Regions from separate parts of the Pan troglodytes genome. Here region 2 is linked to region 1. Evidence: chromatin contacts called from public capture Hi-C data. All regions are on one chromosome and are shown on one strand. The core of a region is the stretch at or near the end of the contact, and the rest is flanking DNA. Distances in the headings are between cores, read along the strand shown.

Evidence for each region. Capture Hi-C pulls out chosen DNA fragments and counts their contacts.
Region 2: a capture Hi-C map of stem cell-derived neural stem cells shows a contact between it and region 1, with 3 times the contacts expected there. The contact joins two enhancer-like sites. A contact is called at or near these places in 3 of 7 Hi-C or Micro-C datasets (blood, induced pluripotent stem cells and stem cell-derived neural progenitor cells), 1 of 1 datasets of contacts at active chromatin or transcription factors (stem cell-derived excitatory neurons) and 1 of 1 other capture datasets (stem cell-derived neural stem cells).

What each region holds. Positions count from the first base shown.
Region 1 is chr5:123,639,576-123,642,793 of NHGRI_mPanTro3-v2.0_pri, reverse strand. The region is part of intron 6 of FYN (FYN proto-oncogene, Src family tyrosine kinase); the gene reads left to right. Among named protein-coding and RNA genes, the nearest start is that of TRAF3IP2, 110 kb to the right of the region's middle. Within about 2 kb of position 1,938, at least 12 of the 24 cell types and tissues checked have an H3K27ac peak or open chromatin away from gene starts, as enhancers often do. A contact at or near this core is called in stem cell-derived neural stem cells, where this site is marked.
Region 2 is chr5:123,787,554-123,790,526 of NHGRI_mPanTro3-v2.0_pri, reverse strand. The region is part of intron 1 of FYN (FYN proto-oncogene, Src family tyrosine kinase); the gene reads left to right. Among named protein-coding and RNA genes, the nearest start is that of FYN, 15 kb to the left of the region's middle. Within about 2 kb of position 1,361, at least 5 of the 24 cell types and tissues checked have an H3K27ac peak or open chromatin away from gene starts, as enhancers often do. A contact at or near this core is called in stem cell-derived neural stem cells, where this site is marked.

The DNA.
Region 1 (3,218 bases), core at 689-3,188:
TACGTGGATGAGGCCCTTCAGAAAAAAATCTAGGTTCTGAAGAAAGTGGGGGGGGGGTGGGGTTCCACATCAGCAAGCCAGGCATCTCCAGCGTCCCTATGAGTGCTCCCGGTGGTTGGGAAAGAATGCCACCCAGGGGCTGAGGGGCACACCAGGAAGTTCTTCTATGCCACCAAGTCTGGTTGCTTCTCCTCTGCTCTCTGAGCAAATCAGATTCCATGTTGGCAGAAGGACTTGGAGCCAGGCTCCTCAGCTTTCCCAGAAGGATATGCCAGAGGGAGTAAGACGCAGCCCTGGTCACACTGCACATCCCAGGAAAGAGGAGTGCTGATTGCCACAGGGGCCTCCTTCAGGCCTGAAAACTGCCTCCTTGGAAAGCCCACCCTTCCCTGGAATGCCCCCTGGCTCACAGAACCATGCAGTGAGAATATGCCACCTTTCAACAGCAAGAACTGAATACTGCCATAAAGGGCCAACGACTCTCTTCGAGACATCAGAAGGCACGGTCTATATAGCCACAGGGTTTTCAAACATATATTAGGATTGTCATCATTAACAAAGGTGTGGGGTGTTGTTTTTTTAACTTTTTGTTGGAACACATGCAGAAAAGTGCACGTATCAAAAGTGTACACAGTGATGTTGCACAACAGTGTGAACGTACTTACTGCCACTCAACTGTACACTTAAAAATGATTAAAATGATAAATTTTATGTTGCCTATATTTTACCACAATTTTCAAAAAGTATACAGTTTGCTGAATTTTCACAAGCTGAACATGCCTGTGTGGCCACCAGCCAGGTCAAGAAGAGTGTTACCTGCCCCCCAGGAGTCCTCCTCCTGTAGCCACAGGAAGTTTTTAAAAAATAATAAACAGCTACCATTCATTGAAGGCTCCTGATGTACCAGCCATGAGCTAAGTTACAAACATTCTCATGCATTCTTCCACTACTGTCTGAGGTATGCATCGACGTCATCGTTTGATATCTGAGGAGCCAGAGGCCCAGATTAGGAAACTGCCCCAGAGCACAGAGCTGGCAGGTGGCAGAGCCCAGGGCGAGGTGCAGGGAGGCATCCTGAGAACAGTGTCAGGTTTGATCTGGGAAAGGCCCAGATACTTTATCAAAGGGGATGGGAACCTTCAAGTGACAGGAAGCTTTGGAGAGTTGACTGGGGCTGGGGAGGAGGGGATTGGGCTTTGATCTCTCTGGGTATACCTCCTTGCTGTTATTTTGCTGCTTGTTGGAGTCCATTAACTTTGAATTCTGAAATCCTCCGCCCCTTAGCCTCCCCTACATGCCAAGGTTGATTAGAAATTTCAAGACTATTTGTAAACTTTCAACTGCAAGAACCAAGGAATAGTAAGAGCGCAGACCCAGCTCTCAGGAGGCTTTGTCCACACTGCACGTCTGTCTGTGCATTACGCTGGAGGGCGTTGGAAAGTCAGTCCCTGCCAGTGTCAGTCCCATGGCTTCTTCCTTTGTTAATCTGGAAACGATCTGCAATGTCACCAAATTGAAATTTTAGAGAAAAACTTAAGGAGGATCCAATCTGTCTCAATCTCTATTTTGTGACTTCCATGCATGGCCTTTGATGTTTACAGAGTCCTTTGAGCCTCCAACCCTGTTCTTGTAGAGGAAAATATTACAAAGGTTCTCTTCCTCTTAATGTTCTTCCTTTCTGCCAATGGAATTCCATATCAGTGGAATTTTAAAATTCCCTTTCTCAAGGTTATAGAAAAGAAAAATAAGGTTTGTGTAACAAGACAATATCCTGAAGTCAAGGGTAATAACAGGGAAGAGAAAATAGTGAAGGAAAAACAAAGCAATAATACGGAAGCAGATGGCACACGGCTCCTCCCCTCCCCCATCCTCTCCCGCCTCTGGCTCTGGTCCTCAGAGGAGAGGGAGGAATGGGGCTCTGTTCTGCCAGGGCAGCTGCCACACCTCCTAGTGTGTGTCCTCCCACTCCCTTCCCTGGTGGAGCCCTGGTGGCGCTGGAGGCCACAGGGCTGGCTTTGTTAAAGTACAACATACACCGTGGGATGTGCATGTATGTATGTACCCAGAGGCGGTGTTCCTGCTACCCAGCAAGGGGCAAAGGTGCTTCATTGACCCGTTGTAAGTGCTCAGTGTCATGTATTAGGACATTATTAAATTTGAACCCCTTTTGCAAAGTATTTAAGTTCATCCATTTTATTCCTTGTTTTCACATTTCAAGACTAGTCGTTTACCATCTACGAACAGTGACTCTTTAAAATGTAATACATGTTTTACACAGAGTGGAGTATTGGTCACAGCTGAGGGCAGGTTTGTTGTTTTTTTTTTTCCTATTGTGATAAAAAGAAATCCTGGTTTAGAGCCCCACCCAAGCATTTGATAAAATTGTTACCGACATAAAATGCTACACTACTGAGCAGATCAAGGCTGACTTCTGTTGGCAAATAACTACTCCCTGGCTCCAAGGCTCTAGGGCTCCCAGCTCCGGGGCCCACAAGCCTACGAGCAACTTTGGGGTTTGGGGGTAGACTCTTTTCTTGGTGTGGGGTGTGGTGGGGGCACAGAATCTTTTAGCAAGTCTTTAAATCAGAGGAACAGAGACAGCTGTTATAAAACCTTAAAAGCCATTCTAAACCAGCGCCAGGCTTTAAATCATATATTTGAATTAGAGCAAGATAACAAAGAATATCTCACCAAGTGCAAACTGAAAAATCTGAACTATAAGAACCGTTTAAAGAAATACAGCTTTAACAATGCTAATTACCCACAGTAACTCAAGAAATAAAAGATAACATAGTAGAGATCCTATTTTCCTAAATCAACATGAATATAGAGTATATCTATTTATAGGTGAATTGGTGCTTCTAGTGTATCAAAAAGATGACTTAATTCACTCGCTCAACGTCTCTCAATGAATATTTTGAGTCTGTACCAGCCTCTCTAGGCTCAACATGTGAGGTTTACTACATAATAAACATTGAATCTTTGTCACTTTATGTCTCCTTTGATGAAGAAGATGACCCTAGAAAGCCTAGAAAAAGAGAAATCAAGGATTTTATCTTTCTCATGAGTAGCTGAAAACCCTTGTGAGATTAATAGGGTCAAGTGAGAAAATCATGAATTCCTGATTCATGACTTCAGAATGAGCTGATAATTGCATTCTGATCTGTGCTACACTATTTAGGTACCTAGACCAAAATGAGATAGTTAATGCTAGATTT
Region 2 (2,973 bases), core at 112-2,611, 150 kb before region 1:
GTTGGGCATTGGTTTGAATAATAGGTTGCTCTAAGAGACTAAAGAAAACATCATATGAATCAGCTGAAACTAGTATTCAGGCTGGAAGGGGCGTGAGCTTGGATTGGAGGTGATAGATAAAGAAGGGTCTGAGGCCTCAGGGATGTGATGAGTGGGCACAGCAGGTACGGAAGAGGAGTGACAAAGGTGAGGGGGCCCTCAGTTGAGGAAACCCAGGGAAGTGGAGAGTTCCAAAACGATGCTGATGCAGGGGTGGTTTTGGACCTCCACTCAACAGTAGAACAGAGACTGAGGATATTGGATAGGAAGAACTCAAGAAACGGAAAGCCATAGGCTCCCCTTGCCCTTGGTTCAAATATAAATGTATAATGATATAAATGGTATCTTCTAGGAGAATGGCCTGTCAGTGTGTTGCACTTTTTTTTTTCTTTTTTTTTTTTAAATCCTAGATAAGTGTTCTGGGACCTCTGAGACCTTGCGTTATGAGCAGCTAGTTTAGTGGGAATAATATTTTGAACTGGTATTCAATTTACTTTCCCTTCCTCCTAATTCTTGTTGCCCTGGGAGTCTCCCCCATTGAAGCTAGGGATTCCATCACTTCAAGGGGAGGACAGAACATGGTCAACGACAAAGAAGACATTGTTCAGCTTTTGACTTCCAAAACAGGCCCTTAAAACCTGTTTCAGAGAACAGAGTTAGCCCAAGCCTTCATGTAAAAGAGACAGGCTTTGTTAGAAGAAAAATGGTTTGTGGTTTCCAAGCAGCCAAATCTCAGAAGGCCTGGCATATACTGTACATTAAGCCACGGAGGAGGGAGGCTACAGGATCACTTCCGTTAGCCCAAGAAGGAGAAAATTGCTTCCTGGGTTGGAAGGAGGAGCTTGCAGAGATTCAGAGGATTCCAGGGTTAAGAAATGGATGGGTCACTGAGATCTAGCACCCAGTTGTCCTGGGCTTCTGCTTACGGGGTTATTGAGATGATAGAAGGCCCAGGTAGGTGAGCGACCCCCTGTAAGCCGAGAGCACTGGTGCCCTGCCTCCTCTCTGGGACTCTGGAAGGAAACCACCTTGTAGTTTGCCCTGCAGTGGGGTGTGTTTAGGTAGAAATGGGCCCTGAGGTGATGTTCCTTCCCAGTTCCCCAAAACCTGTACATGGCGTGGGGAAATCCCGACAGTCCTGCTTATGCCCTTGGGTGGATGTAAAGGTACTGAGATATCTAGGGTCAGAATAGAGAGGGCACAGAAGGGAAGTGTGCCAGTCTCCCTGCTGGAGGCTGGCTGGGATCGTGGCCACAGATACTACTGAGCCCCAGTGAGGTATTGACCAGCTTCATCAGCCAAACCAGGCCAGCACCCAATGACAAAGGAACAAGACATCCCACAGAGGCCAGAGGCCAGCACTTAGACTCAATCCTCTCCCCATCACTGTGATGGTCTGTAATCTCCCTGGGGAGAAGAAGGAGAACGAAAGGAACACAGCCCGGAACACAGCCCGGCAGCTTGAAGTGAATTTAATTTGACTGATTGCCCTGAAGCAACTAAAGTTTTAACTCTGAAGCCACTAGGTTACCTGTAACGAGTAAGATTGTTTTTTTTTTTTTCTGCCATAAGTAGAAATGCAATGATCATAATCAAGTTGAATTCAATCATGCAGAAATAAAGTAACATCTTTTTATATTGTTAGGTAGTAAGTGTATATTTCAAACCTGCCACTCTGCATTTGGGCTATATTTTAACTGCTTAAACTTTTTTATTTGTGACAAATTTACCTATACTCTTATAGTATACCATTTTTCCTTTGATAAATCGTGGCTTAGTATACCTGTCCTAGGTTCATTTGGGGCAAGAAGTGTAAGATTGTGTCCTCAAGCGGCAGAGTTTTCCACCTGATGTTTCAAGGTAGTGTGGGGTTTCTGGCTTCCCATTGTTTAGCTAGTGGCAGTTTTTCCCTGAGAAGGACCTCAGTTGCCTTCGGGCCTCAGGTCAGTGGAAAGTATTAGAATTTCAAGCCTTTCTCTAATGAATTTACTGTGATGCTGGAGATTAGAGGAGAATTTTTACTGTGTGTGATCCTTCAGTTTCATATTGTAAAGGTAACAGGGTGAATAGTAGAAATGTCTCTAAATACAAGGGGAAATGCTCTTCATTTTTATTCAGTTCTCATGTGCTAAATAAAGTATCAGTTTATGAAAGGATTCATTTCCAAGTATAATTTGTAAGTAGTTACCAGAACACTCAAATGAGAGAGGGGGAGAAAAAAACAGTTAGCTCTTTTTAATTGCATTTCATCTCTCTTTGACATTCATATGAGGATGATGCTGCATTTAAGATGATGTATTTTAAAACCTGCTGTTTCTGAAATACCTAGTAATTTTGGAAGGGAAATCATCAGGCTTGCTTTAAAAGTGTGCCTTTATTGGGGGTGTTCTGGGGTGAGGTGGGGAGTTGCCTGTTTGGATACTGCTTATGTATTTTCTCACCAGAAAATTATTGTGACACTCTTAGCAAATTTTCTCAAAACATAAATACATCTCATATTTTTACCTTGTGTGTCGGGGGGGAGCCAAGAGAGTTAGAGATGGAGAACCACATAATTTAAATTGAAAAGAGTCAGCAAATAATTAAATGGATAGAATTTAAAAAGTATTGATTTATTAACTGACATTTTAAAAATATGTTAGACCTATAAAATAGTTCTCTTCAGAATCTTTTCAGAAATAAAATTTTTAAAACTTAAAAACATATGTCCATATAGATTAAACTTAAAAAATCTTATATTATCTGAGTTTTATAAAATAATAACATAAGTAATTATTTTTCACTCCCATTAGTCAACTTTTTAGCAATGTCTCTAACCTATGCCAGTGATACTCCATATGAAGAATGAATTGTTTTTAATTTTCTTAATAAAGTTGCCTCCAATCTCTTCAAAGTTGTGTTTATAGTTAGTATTTGAAATTAATATCTTTGATT